Regions from separate parts of the Sus scrofa genome. Here region 2 is linked to region 1. Evidence: chromatin contacts called from public Hi-C data. All regions are on one chromosome and are shown on one strand. The core of a region is the stretch at or near the end of the contact, and the rest is flanking DNA. Distances in the headings are between cores, read along the strand shown. Region 1 holds the start of CCDC66 (coiled-coil domain-containing protein 66). Region 2 overlaps ARHGEF3 (rho guanine nucleotide exchange factor 3).

What was found. A called contact is a pair of places that touch in the nucleus more often than the background predicts.
Region 2: a contact with region 1 is called in a Hi-C map of mesenteric adipose tissue, with 1.7 times the contacts expected there. The contact joins the enhancer-like site here to the promoter of CCDC66 in region 1. A contact is called at or near these places in 1 of 5 promoter capture datasets (liver) and 7 of 47 Hi-C or Micro-C datasets (blood, embryonic fibroblasts, fibroblasts and 4 more).

Annotation. Positions count from the first base shown.
Region 1 is chr13:38,435,588-38,442,297 of Sscrofa11.1, reverse strand. It overlaps CCDC66 (coiled-coil domain-containing protein 66), which reads right to left and starts at 3,629. Exons shown (of 18, transcript XM_021068988.1): 1 at 3,517-3,629; 2 at 1,346-1,410; 3 at 694-719. The coding sequence starts at 3,527.
Region 2 is chr13:38,841,638-38,848,347 of Sscrofa11.1, reverse strand. All of the region lies in intron 2 of ARHGEF3 (rho guanine nucleotide exchange factor 3), which reads left to right. Among named protein-coding and RNA genes, the nearest start is that of ARHGEF3, 81 kb to the left of the region's middle. Within about 2 kb of position 3,532, at least 16 of the 83 cell types and tissues checked have an H3K27ac peak or open chromatin away from gene starts, as enhancers often do. A contact at or near this core is called in mesenteric adipose tissue, retroperitoneal adipose tissue and subcutaneous adipose tissue, where this site is marked.

The sequences.
Region 1 (6,710 bases), core at 2,380-4,879:
GAACTCCATAAATTTATTTTTTATTTATTTATTTATTTTTTGTCTTTTGTCTTTTTGTCTTTTGTTGTTGTTGCTATTTCTTGGGCCGCTCCTGCGGCATATGGAGGTTCCCAGGCTAGGGGTTGAATCGGAGCTGTAGCCTCCGGCCTACGCCAGAGCCACAGCAAGGCGGGATCTGAGCCGCGTCTGCAACCTACACCACAGCTCACGGCAACGCCGGATCGTTAACCCACTGAGCAGGGGCAGGGACCGAACCCGCAACCTCATGGTTCCTAGTCGGATTCGTTAACCACTGCGCCATGACGGGAACTCCGTCAATTTAAATTAAAAATCAAATAAATGAGTTAAAAGTTCACTTCCTTAGTCACAGTGGCCACATTTTAAGTGCTCAGTAACTACACATGGCTAGTGGCTGGCTATCATATTGGACAGCACTGATTTTAGAACATTTCCATCACTGCAGAAAGTGTTATTGGACAACACTGATCTAGAGAAATGAGTTATATAAGACTTTTTAAACTGAAAAATTATTCCACTTCTGTGAAAGGACCAGCCTGAAAGCAACGGAATGACAACTTTTCACCATCACTCCAAACACTTTATAACAGTTTGACAGGAATTATTTTCAAATCACTGTAAAGTAAGCTGCATTTCACAAGTGAAAATAAGTCAAGTCAAAGTCATTTGGCTTACCTTTACAGAAATTTTTGATTTATGTTCTACAAAAGAAAAAAAAAATTACTAAACTATTAACCAAAAACATACTAAGGCAGTCACAAAAGAAAATTTTAATTACTACTGGTTTAAGAAAATATTAAGTAAAAACATTAATCTGCCAAGCATTAACTTGAGTGTTCTAACTTTTACAGTGTGTTTCAAGTCTTTTTATTTTATTTTTGTTTAATTTTCAAGGTAAAACCATAAATAGATCAGAAAAAAAGAAAATAATGTGAATACTGTGAATTTTAAAATACTGAAAATGATTTTAAAACTATAGTCTTAGTATAAATGTAAGTTTCTAAAAAATAATTCTTTACATGAACAGAACATATTCATATAAATTCCACCTAGATTTTTTCATTAGGCAATAAGCATATCTGCTATATACAAATATAATAAAAGGTATTACAAATGATATATACTGAAACAGCAAATTATACAAATACTGACAGGGTAAGCAATGATATAATCTAACTTGGCTAAATATAAATTTGAGGCAGTTAGGGAAACCACCTTTTTTCAAAGTATCATTTAATAAAAACATTCCATTACAAGCAAAAAAAAAATGTGTTAAACAAGTATAACTTAAAAGTTAGCATTTTAGATTTCCAGTAACATAGCATACCATATGGAGACAATATTAGCTTGGTTTTTCCATCCAAGAATTCAGTTTCAAGCTTTAAACCATCTCTGCAAAATACAAGAAAGTTGTCATTTTTGGAGTTCCCATCGTGGTCCAGCAGTTAACGAACCTGACTAGCATCCATTAGGACGCAGGTTCAATCCCTGGCCTCACTCATTGGATTAAGGATCCAGCGTTGCCTTGAGCTGTGGTGTAGGTCACAGAAGCGGCTCGGATCCCACGTTGCTGTGGCTCTGGCATAGGCCGGTGGCTACAGCTCCGATTCGACCCCTAGCCTGGGAACCTCCATATGCCGCGGGAGCGGCCCTAGAAAAGGGCAAAAGACAAAAAAAAAAAAAAAAAATTTCAACAGGTGTTCATTTTTTAAAAACTGAGGTATAGTTGAAACCATTCTTTGAAAACATTTTTCAAACCAAGATAAAATTTAAAATTACATGGAGAAAATTCCTGAAACTTTCCAAAAATACAAAGAATTTATCATTTTTAACCTGAAATTTCATTTTGTTAGCTGACAAACAATAAATTAGACTGGTTATCATAACGGTTATCTATTTATTTATTTATGTATTTCTGTCTTTTTAGGGCCACACCTGCAGCGTATGTAAGTTTTCAGGCTAGGGGTTGAATCTGACCCTAGCCGCTGGCCTACATCACAGCCACAACAATGCCAGATCCAAGCAGCATCCGCAACCTACACCATAGCTTGGGGCAACACCAGATCCTTAACCCACTGAGTGAGGCCAGGCATCAAACCCACATCCTCATGGATACCAGTCAGGTTCTTAACCTTCTGATCCACATTGGGAACTTCCCCATCATTTAATTCTTCTAACTCTAACTGGAAAAAATAACACTGTTATAAAACTCCTCACCTACATTAAAGGAGCAAAACATATCTAACTACCATTTATTAGTTTTATGATGGTCTCATGACTAACACATTCTATGGCCTGTTAGAGCATTATTTGAAAATGAACTAGAATATTGCCACCAGGGTTATTAACTGCCTGAGCATGGAGTTCTACTCTATTTTGAATATTTCAACTAATACATATTCACACTTAGTGACGCTTGTGTTACTATCACAGCAATACATCCATAATAAACTGGCCTCTACACTTTATTTGTGCCTGTGAAATCCAAAAGCACAAAACAAAAGGAAATGCTGCAAAGGAAACTTGTATATCTGTTAAGGTTCTAATAAAAATTCCACTGAAAACAAAACAGCAGTCCACTCAGTTAATTTAGTTTTAATGAGAGAGATAGAGAAAGACATGTCAATAACATCAACGGGGATAAAAGTCACGTCCAAGAGACAAAATAAAATGCAATGGACCAGTAAAAGAAACGCATCACGATATTTGCACTGATGCTAAGGTAGGGGAAATTACATGACTTCAACTTACTGCTCTAAACACTGCAAAGGATAGGTTTTAAAGGTTTCGCGGTTGTGCGGTTACGACCAGCTCCTATTTACGTTGGTGAAACTTGAAAGACCTTGAAGTAATAATGTATGCCTATTCAGCGTTACTGCACTGAAAACGTGTTCAGGGGCAGACTCTCTTATTTATTTTTACATCCCTAGATTCTAGAACAAAAAAAAATTGCTAAATGATATGGACGAGTCTAAACTTAGTGACTTTTTAATCATCTCAAAATAACAAATTTCCCAGTGATAAAAACCACACGACAGTCCTTTTTATTTACTCAACCACTACTTAATGAGGCCCTATGAGATGCCAGGCACTGAGAATACATGATTCGAGAAGCCTCTGCTTCTCATTTGGCGGGCGCCAAACTCCTCTGGGCGCTCTGACATTCTGCAAAGAACCCAAAGACAGGGTTGCAAAGCGCCAGGGCCTGGGCCAGGATTTCTCCTCAGGAAGCTGCTAAGCTTCATCTCTCCACCTGCCCTCACGCCTCTCCTCCCGCTCCATCCTGAGGTGAATGAGAGGGCGGAAGGGAGGCACAGACATCTAAATCCGAGATATGAAGCGGAAAAGTCAAGGCTGCGGGGGGCGGTAAAGGCCGACCTCGCCCCTCTCCACCTCAGGGAGCCGGGCACTGCCGCTTGGGGCGCCACAAGCCTGAAAGGGTCTCCAGGAAGGACTCCAAGGGTCAGCCCAGCGTCGCCCCATCTTTCCACTGCTTACCCCAAGTTCATGGCCTGACCTCCCGCGCGCTCCACAGGACGCTCAAGCTCCTTGCGTACGCCGGTTGCTGCTCAACAAGCGCCACGCCGATTCGATTAAGTGATGCCGGCGAGCTGGGGAAACAGACCAATCAGAGTTGAGGATGCTGACGCGTGCGCTCAACGGGGGCGAAGCTGCAGGAGCAACCAGCTTGGTGGGTACCTCCTGGGTTTTGTTTGCAGGCCAGGCTGTTACCGCAGCAGCTGTGGTCGGGAACCTGGTCTCTCGCTATTATAACTTACAGAGTTCAGGCGAGGCTCTCATACAAATGCCTCATTTCAGGTGGAGGTGGCTAAAATAGGGAAAATAAAAAAGCATGACCCTTTTTTTTTTTTTTAAGGGCCACTCGCGCAGCATATGACGGTTCCCAGGCTAAGGGTCGAATGGGAGCCACGGCTTCAGGCCTACGCCACAGCAACGCCAGATCCAAGCCATGTCTGCAGCCTATTCCAATAGCTCAGGGCAATGCCGGCGCCTTAACCCACTGAGCGAGGCCTGGGATGGAACCCCCAACCTCATGGTGCCTAGTTGGGTTCATTTCTGCTGCGCTCAGGACTGGAACTCCAGCATAACCCATTTTAGAAAGTTAACATTTTTCTGTATTTTACATTTGGAAAGAGGCTTATTTTAATATAAAAAAAAAGCGGAGTTCCCGTCGTGGTGCAGTGGTTAACGAATCCGACTAGGAACCATGAACTTGCGGGTTCCATCCCTGCCCTTGCTCAGTGGGTTAATGATCCGGCGTTGCCGTGAGGTGTGGTGTAGGTTGCAGACGCGGCTCGGATCCCGAGTTGCTGTGGCTCTGGTGTAGGCTGGTGGCCATAGCTCCGATTCGACCCCTAGCCTGGGAACCTCCATATGCCGTGGGAGCGGCCCAAGAAATGGCAAAAAGACCAAAAAAAAAAAAAAATATATATATATATATATATATAAAGCAAGGGAGGGGATAATGGGGATAGACTACTAGGTCTGGTACAGGTTATGTCCAGTTTCTAGCTGTGACCCCAGCATGAAGCCAAGTACAGTGTAGCCCTTTTTAAAAAGGGGCAACAATCACAAGAGCTCAGTAAATTAGCTCTCAAGTGCCAGACGTGGATCTAAGCTCCTTTTGTCTATTATTTAAGCTTTCAGCATTATCCCTGAGGCACAGGGAGGTTAAGCAGCTTGCCTGAGGTCACTATATAGTTAAAGTATACAAATTGTTTAATCTATCTGTTTTGTGGGATTTTTACAAACTATAGTTGTAATAAGTGAGGCACATTGAATTCTCAAAGTGCATTCAGTGAAAACTGAAAGATATCTTTTTTTTTCTTGTCTTTGCCATTTCTTGGGCCGCTTCCGAGGCATATGGAGGTTCCCAGGCTAGAGGTCTAATCGGAGCTGTAGCTGCCGGACTACACCAGAGCCACAGCAACGCGGGATTCCAGCCGCGTCTGCAACCTACACCACAGCTCAGGGCAACGCCAGAACCTTGACCCACTGAGCAAGGGCAGGGGTCGAACCTGCAACCTCATGGTTCCTAGTTGGATTCATTAACCACTGAGCCACTGCGGGAACTCCCAAAGAGATCTTTTAGTATTTATGCTCCTGGCCTGTGGAAGATGTTTGACTAAATAAATTAACTGGTACCAATGTATATTTGAAACTGGGTTGTTTGTTTTTTTAAGGAAAAGTTGTCTGTGCATAGAAAAAAAGGCTAAAAGGATTTAAACCAATATGTTAGGAGTATTTCTGAGAGCTAGAGTGACATGACTTTTTAAATTTTATGTTGTTTCTAGCTTTTATTATGGAAATATTTAAATAAGCAAAAAATAAGAATAGTTTAATGAACACCTATATACTCTCTACCTAGTTTTGAAAAATGTTAATGCTTTGCTACATTTGGTTTCTCTCTCTCTCCACGTAGGAAGGCACACCCATACACCCACATCCATACACTCATACCCACACACATGCACACACACACTTTTTTTTGCATCACTATTTGCAAGTAAGTTACAGACATTATAACACTTTGCCCTTAAACACTAAAGCACATATCTCCTAATGAGACATTTTCCTATATAACCATAGTACTACTATTACAGGTAAGAAAATTAGAAATTTTAAGCTAATATCAAATATTCCATCCCTCTGTTTAATTTTCCCCACTTGTTCTAGGAATATATTCTACATAGGTAAAGGAAATTAAGAAATACAAAGCTCCAGTTATAAAACAAGCCATGAGAATGTAATATACAGCATAAGGAATATGGTCAATAATATTGTACCAAACTTTAATGGGAAGAGATGGTTATTAGACTTAGGATGATCATTTCATAATGTATGCAGATATAAAATTACTATGTAGTACACCTGAGAGTTACAGACTACTGTATATCAATTATGTTCATAAAAAGAGAATACTTTAAGATGCTATAATGTCCACAGTGCATCACATCAGGTTGTCCTACTGTTATGTGCTCAAGTTTGAACACTTTAAGTGGTTGCAGCCCCATCTCTCTATTTTAAGTACCTATTTTCCTCTTTGCAATTAGTAAGTATTCTAGGGGCTGGTAGTTTGGTACTGTGCAGATATTTTGTTCCCCAATAACCTTTCACCTAATAATGAAGAATGAATATTACATTTTCTGTATTTTTCAATTAGTCATGTTTTGCATGGTTTTAAATCCTCTGCATACCACTTTCCTCTGCCTACCTGTTTACCAGGTATAAGAAACTAATGCAAAACTATTCCACTTCCCATGTGTATTGTGAAATAGGAATTGAAGGTCAGGTTTCCAGTTGCAGTATCCCTTAACACTCCATGCTTCTCTGTGGTATGCCTGAGGTCCATTCTCCTGGAAAAGAGTTTAGTAAAATGCTTTGAATTGGAGTTCCCATAGTGGTGCAGTGGAAACGAATCCCACTAGGAACCATGAGGTTGCAGGTTCAATCCCTGGTTTCACTCAGTGGGTTAAGGATCTGGCATTGCCATGAGCTGTGGTGTAGGTCACACACGTGGCTTGAATCTGGCATTGCTGTGGCTATGGCATAGATTGGTGGCTACGGCTCTGATTCCATCCCTAGCCTGGGAACCTCCATATGCCTCAGGTTTGGCCCTAAAAAGACCAATGGAACACTACTCAGCCATAAAAGGGACAAAATAAAAAGAC
Region 2 (6,710 bases), core at 2,283-4,782, 410 kb before region 1:
TATAGAAGTTCCCAGGCTAGAGGTTAAATCTGGAGCTGCAGCTTCTGGCGTACTACGCCACAGCCATGGCAATGCCAGATCCAAGCCTCATTTGCAGCTTACACCACAGCTCACAGTAACGCTGGATCCTTAACCCACTGAGTGGGGCCAGGGAACAAACCCACATCCTCATGGATACTAATCAGATTCATTACTGCTGAGCCACAGTGGGAATTCCTATATATTTTTAATTTAAGAATCTCACTTTGGGTTTTAGGATATAAGGCAAGACTACAAGACTAAATCATCTTTTGCAGGAAAAATATATTCTTTTCCTTTGTAGAATGATACATAAACAGTGCTAAAGGGTGGAAAGAGATTAATTTAGCACCTGAGTAATCCATTTGGCTACAAGTCAAGTCTTTTTTCACTTTTCCATGTACTTGGTGAAGCTTTGTCCTGATATTCACACCGTGGCTGCTCATCTCCTGCCCTCAGGTCTGTTCCAGCAGGGGAGGAAGAAAGAGGGAGGGCCAACACTATACAGGGAAGCAAAGGCTTTGGGGAATCCTCAGCAGATTTTTGTCTACATCTTTGGCCAGAACTGAGGTGTGTATCCTCCTTTATCTGCAGGGAGGCCTGGGAGGGTGAGTGTTTAATTGCAACCTAGAACACACTGGGTGCTGCTAGTGAGGCTGAAAGATGCGTCACTGTCCCTTGTGATTCCCTAGAGAAACTTTGGCTGATGCTGATCCCCAAGGAGATCTGGATAAGAATGGTTGCATGTTTATTACCATATTGTTTGTAACAGAAAAAAACGTAAACACCCCAAATATTCATCAGCAGGACAAGCAGGAAGAAATGGATATTTTGTCCATACAGTCAAGTACTGTAGAATAATTATCACCTGCACATATCAACATGAATAAATCTCAAAGACAGGAAGTATCAAATAGAAAAGTATAGAAGTTTAAGAATAACATGCCTTGATTCCGTTTACAAAAAGCTTACATGAAGAAACACTGTTGTTTGTAGTTGCATCGCAAGATGAAAATACAGATAGGAAGTGATCAATGTCATATAGAAGTGAGGAAGGGAGGAAATGGGGAGGGATGTACCGTGAACATCTGTTGTTTCTTGTTATCGGGGGAGGATCCCGGTTTTGTGGGGTCTGCCACATGTATAATTTGGGAGGCTCTTTTTAAGAAAAAAGAGGGTCCTGCCCTGGTTTTACTGTGTGTCTGCCTCTAACTGGCCATTGCAAGTGTGTATGTGATATACTGAGAAATCATTTCTAAAGTTATGTGGGGAGCTCTTTGTAAGTAATGATAAGATTCATCTACACAATAGCTAATGATTTTGGAACACTTTCCATAGGCCATGTGCTAGGCTAAGGATTTGGTGGGATTTTTTTCACTGACTTGTTACAACCAACTTATGATTATGTGCAACTTATGTTCTGCTTATTAGTCTCCGTTTATGGCCAAAGCAGAGGCTCAGAGCGGTTAAGTCATTTGCCCAAGGCCACTCAAAGAGTGTATGGCAGTCTCGGGGTTCAGACTCATGGACAGAACAGGATTTGTCTACTATGGATTAAGATTGCCACACATAGTGATTTCTGTTATTGCTTATGTGAATGTTATGTGCACCTCAATAAAGACTCATTATTTTTTACTAACTGGAGGAAGTGTGACACAACCTGAACATATCTTCCCATCACATGGAGATTCTTTTTGGAATTAGTATGTTCTTTGGCAGTATTTCTCAAAGTAACTTATTTGTTGCATAGGTAAGAATGGTTTGTGATACATTAAATGTCTTTGACTAAAACTTAATTTAAAAAAAAACCTTTCAGGAGTTCCCGTCATGGTTCAGTGGGCAACAAATCCGACTAGGAACCATGAGGTTGCTGGTTCGATCCCTGGCCTCGCTCAGTGGGTTAAGGATCCGGCGTTGCCGTGAGCTGTGGTGTAGGTGGCAGATGTGGCTTGGATCCTGCGTTGCTGTGGCTGTGGTGTAGGCTGGCAGCTATAGCTCTGATTCAACTCCTAGCATGGGAAACCTCCATATGCCGAGGGTGCAGCCCTAAAAAGCAAAATAATAATAATTAAAAAAACCCTTTCAAAATCCTTGTTGTATTTAATCTGTTGTCTGAGCTAATACAAAACTTCAGTCTTAGATAATCAAGAAGTCAGTCCTGATGATTTCATAGTAGTAGAACTCAGTGAGGTTCTCCCCCATGGATGTACATTAAACTTCTTGAGCCCCCAGAACAACACGTTTTAGTGGATACGTGGGTCTGTTTCGTGGTATCTGCAAAGGATAGGACTCTTTGCATGCCCATGGGTATATATACGTGAACATGACTTCCTGTGGATACCGAAATGCCTAATTTCTCAGTTGGAAGAGAGGGTAAAGGCAGGCCAGGTTTGAATTGGCCATTCCTTGAAACAGCTTGAGTTAAAAGCCAAATCATGCAAACTCAAAGGGCTGGCTGCCGGCTTTCTTCTGGAGTGTGGTGAAGATGGCTTAGGAGTGGTCTGTGAGGTCCTTGGGTTGCAGGGTTCAGCCTGGGGGCTTGGCTGTGGAGGCCTCAATGGAGGGAGCCCCTGTGGCTGAGGCCAGGGAGGAGCTCACAGCATCCTCAGAGCTCTGGACACGGTCTTTGCTCTGGGGAACCTGCAGCAACGAAAGCAGGGAAGTGAACCGGGTCAAGCCAGTGTTGCTCTTGGCTTTGGAGAGAGAAAGGAAAAAAGGCAGGGTGACCGGAAGGAGAAGAAGCCAAGCCACCTTCTCAGTCACATGAATATTTGTAAATATTGGACAGTATCTGTTACCAAGTAACAGCCTTGCCAAATGATTGAGTGGAGGGCCTCCTCTTTGATTTCGCTAGCTGTGTGTGTGTGTGTGTGTGTGTGTGTGTGTGTGTGTGCGTGCGCGCGCAGAGAGTATTTGCCTTCTTTTGTGTAGTTCTATGGGTTGAATAGAAGGATGGTTGTTTCTCAATTGTCTGAGTGCAGGCTGACTGTAAAAATTTGGCACTGCAAAGTGAGCAGCAGTTTGTGATGTGATCAATTTGGCATTTGTGTAAATAACTTGAGAACCTTAAACACAAAACTGTACATCATATACTGTAGACTCAGGACATCAGAGGTAGTTAAGTCTTGTCTACCTCGTTTTTGAAATGAGGAAACAGGCCAGAAGAGCCTGCATGTAAGGCTGCTTACACATGTATAAATGTTTGTAAGGAGCCTGCCTTTTTGCAACATGAAGGCTTTACAAGTTCCTGCTGAAGCATCTCCAGGAATTTTAAATTGGAACATGGGGCCTCTGGAGGAGTGAAAATGTAAAACCCTCCAGGTTTTCTGATAATTACAAAGACATGGCAGTGGGGTGGGGGTGCCGGGGGCTGCTGGGATCACTCACCCCACCGGACCCCCATTTCCTGCTGGAGCCTCTCATTTTACTCTCAAGCTGTCCCTCTCTGTGGAGCAGGGCACATGACAATGTGGAAAAAGCCCCCACAAACAGCTCCTCTGAGTTCCTGTGATAACCTGCCCAGGGGAGGCCCTGTGTGGAGTCAGCCCTGTTTATGGAGAGGCTGCCAGACCTCACTCTCCCCTGGTCCTTCTTGCTCAGACAAGCCTGCCACTAAGCTGCCACTGTCGGAGGGCAGTGTTTGTTTTTAGCATTTCTTCCCACTCACCATGAGTTGCTTTTACTTTTGATAGTACCCCCTTTCAAGAAGCCAGTGCTCTCAGGCCGTGGACTGAGCAGAAATGACCAAATGCGGACCCTGCCCTGAAGGAAATCTGCATAGGGTACATGGGTGAATAGGTCAGAAGTCTGAGCTGAGAGTTGGGGAATCAATAGAGTAGTGGATACCCTGGTGGAGGTTGTGGGGGTCAGGGAGGCTGCTTAGAAAGGGTGACACTGGGACTGACTCAGCTGCTCAGAGAGAACCAAGCATCATAGGTCTGGACGGTGTTGTGGGGACGGGTGGTGGTCCTGGAGGCCTGGTGTAGGGTTGCTTGGGTCGGGCACCCGGGAAAGAGGTCTGGGGTAAGTGGGGTGGGGATGGGTGTACTGGTTAGAGGGTCTACTTAGTTGTACTTTTTTTCTTTTATTTTTTAATTAAACTGTAGTTGATTTACATTGTTGTGCCAATTTCTGCTGTATAGCAGAGTGACACAGTCGTGTGTGTGTGTGTGTGTGTGTGTGTGTGTGTGTGTGTGTGTATTTTTCTCTTATTTATCTTCCATCATGGTCTGTCCCAAGAGACTGGCCATTCTAAATGTAGTAGTTTGCGTCTACTAACCCAAAGTCCCTGTCTATCCCACTCCCTCCCCTCTCACCCTTGGCCACCACAAGTCTGTTCTCGATGTCTGTGGGTCTTTTTGTAGATAGGTTCATTTGTGTCATATTTTAGATTCCACATAGAAGCAATGCATATGGTATTTGTCTTTCTCTTTCTGACTTACTTCACTCAGTATGGTTGTCTCCATGTTGCTGCAAATGGCATTGTTTTGTTCTTTTTTATGGCTAAGTAGTATTCCATTGTATATATGTACCACATCTTCTTAATCCATTCTTCTGTCGATGGACATTTAGGTTGCTTCCATTCTTGGCTATTATGAATAGTGTTGCTATGAACATTAATTGAACTTTTTTTAAATCTTGGGTTTTATTTTATGAGATATGGAACCTTTCAAAGATTTGAAATGGGATGCAGAGATGGAAGACTGACTGGATTTGAGATTTTACAGCTTCTTGCTTGTTGCAGTGTGCAGGTGGAGCTAAGACGGGGACTAGATGGGGGAGGAAAGGGTCTGAGTAAAATAAATGCAGGTGTTCTCGTTGTGGCTCAGTGGTTAATGAATCTGCCTAGGAACCATGAGTTTTTGGGTTTGATCCCTGGCCTCGCTCAGTGGGTTAAGGATCCGGCATTGCCCTGAGCTGTGGTGTAGGTCACAGACACAGGTCAGATCTGGCACTGCTGTGGCTCTGGAATAGGCCGGTGGCTACGGCTCAGATTTGACCCCTAGCCTGGGAACCTCCATATGCTGTGGGTACGGCCCTAGAAAAGACCAAAAAAAAACCAAACAAACAAAAAAAAAAAACAAAGAAAATAAAAGAAAAAATGCAGAAATAAGAGAGAGGGGGGGTGTCTCTGTGGACTCCTGGAGGCCAGAGAGGGTGTGGGGAGTCCCTTCCTTAATTAGGAAGCCCCGGTTTCTAGATCTGCTCCATGGGAGTGGGGACAGTGGTGAGGATTAAAGAGCTCGTGGGCCTGTTTGTGGAGGGTGCAGATTCCTGTCTTTCTCTTCTCAATCAAAACTCACCCGGCCTGTGCCCCAGCCCCCAGGGCCTGGCCCTTTGCTACTTGGCTGGTGAATGATTTCTTGTCACGTGTGGGATTTAATGAATAGTCAGCCGGTATTAATATGTTACCCAGTCCTGATAACCTATTTACATTTTAAGCAGAAGTCCTCAGTGCCTGGACTAAAAGAGTCCTCAGTGTTCTTAAGTCAGCCCTGAAAATTTTATCCATTTTACCAGAAAACCTTTAAATGTCCAATTTTAGCTTCAACTTCTATTTTTTACATTTTTCTCTATCAAAGTTTCAAATTGAAATGAAGTTTCTTTAAAAAGTGGTAAGAAAGTTTAGTCTCTTTTGCCCCCTAGTGGCAGATTCGTAAATACCTCTTTTTGATTCCAACCCCTGGAATTTATAGACTCTTCATGTGCCTCCTATATGCTAGTGCCACAAAAATCTTCACTTCTTGATCTTTCTTGTTTGTTTGTTTGTTTTATTTTTATTTATTTATTTATTTTTGTCTCTTTTTCTTGCCATTTCTTGGGCTGCTCCCGCGGCATATGGAGCTTCCCAGGCTAGGGGTCTAATTGGAGCTGTAGCCACCAGCCTACGCCAGAGCCACAGCAACGCCGGATCTGAGCTGCGTCTGTGACCTACACCACAGCTCACGGCAACGCCAGATCCTTAACCCACTGAGCAAGGCCAGGGCTCGAATCTGCAACCTCATGGTTCCTAGTCGGATTCGTTAACCACTGCACCACGACGGGGTACTCCTGTTTGTTTGTTTTTTTAGGGCTGTACATGTGGCACATGGAGGTTCCCAGGCTAGGTGTCAAATGGGAGCTACAGCTGCTGGCCTACACTACAGCCACAGCAATTTAGGATCTAAGCTGCATCTGCTACCCATACCACAGCTCATGGAGATGCCAGATCCCAACCCACTGGGCAAGGCCAGGGATTGAACCTGCATCCTCATGGATACTAGTCGGATTCATTTCCACTGGACCGCTATGGGAACTCCACTGTTTGATCTTATGATGACGGTTCAGTCAGCTCCTAAAGGAGCAGCAGAACATACAAAGTAAGTTAAAATGTCTGGAAGGTTTTGTTTTTAACTTTTAGCATTTCCTATTTACTCTGATATTGTTGAGATCCTGAGGTTATTACAAACCTGAGGCTGAGAATTGCTTCTTTGTGCACTAGCCATAGTTCTGCTACATATCTTTTCTTCTATTATCATGGATTCAGGAGAGTGCAGGAAGTATTTCAGAGGTACTAATTGTTATAGGTCTGAGAAAAATATTAAAATATTGCTCATCCACATGAGCAGACAGGCACTCGAGACAAGGCACATAATAGTGGAAAAATATGAACTCCCTGTGAAATGGATGGTGCTGCTGACGCTCTTTCCTTT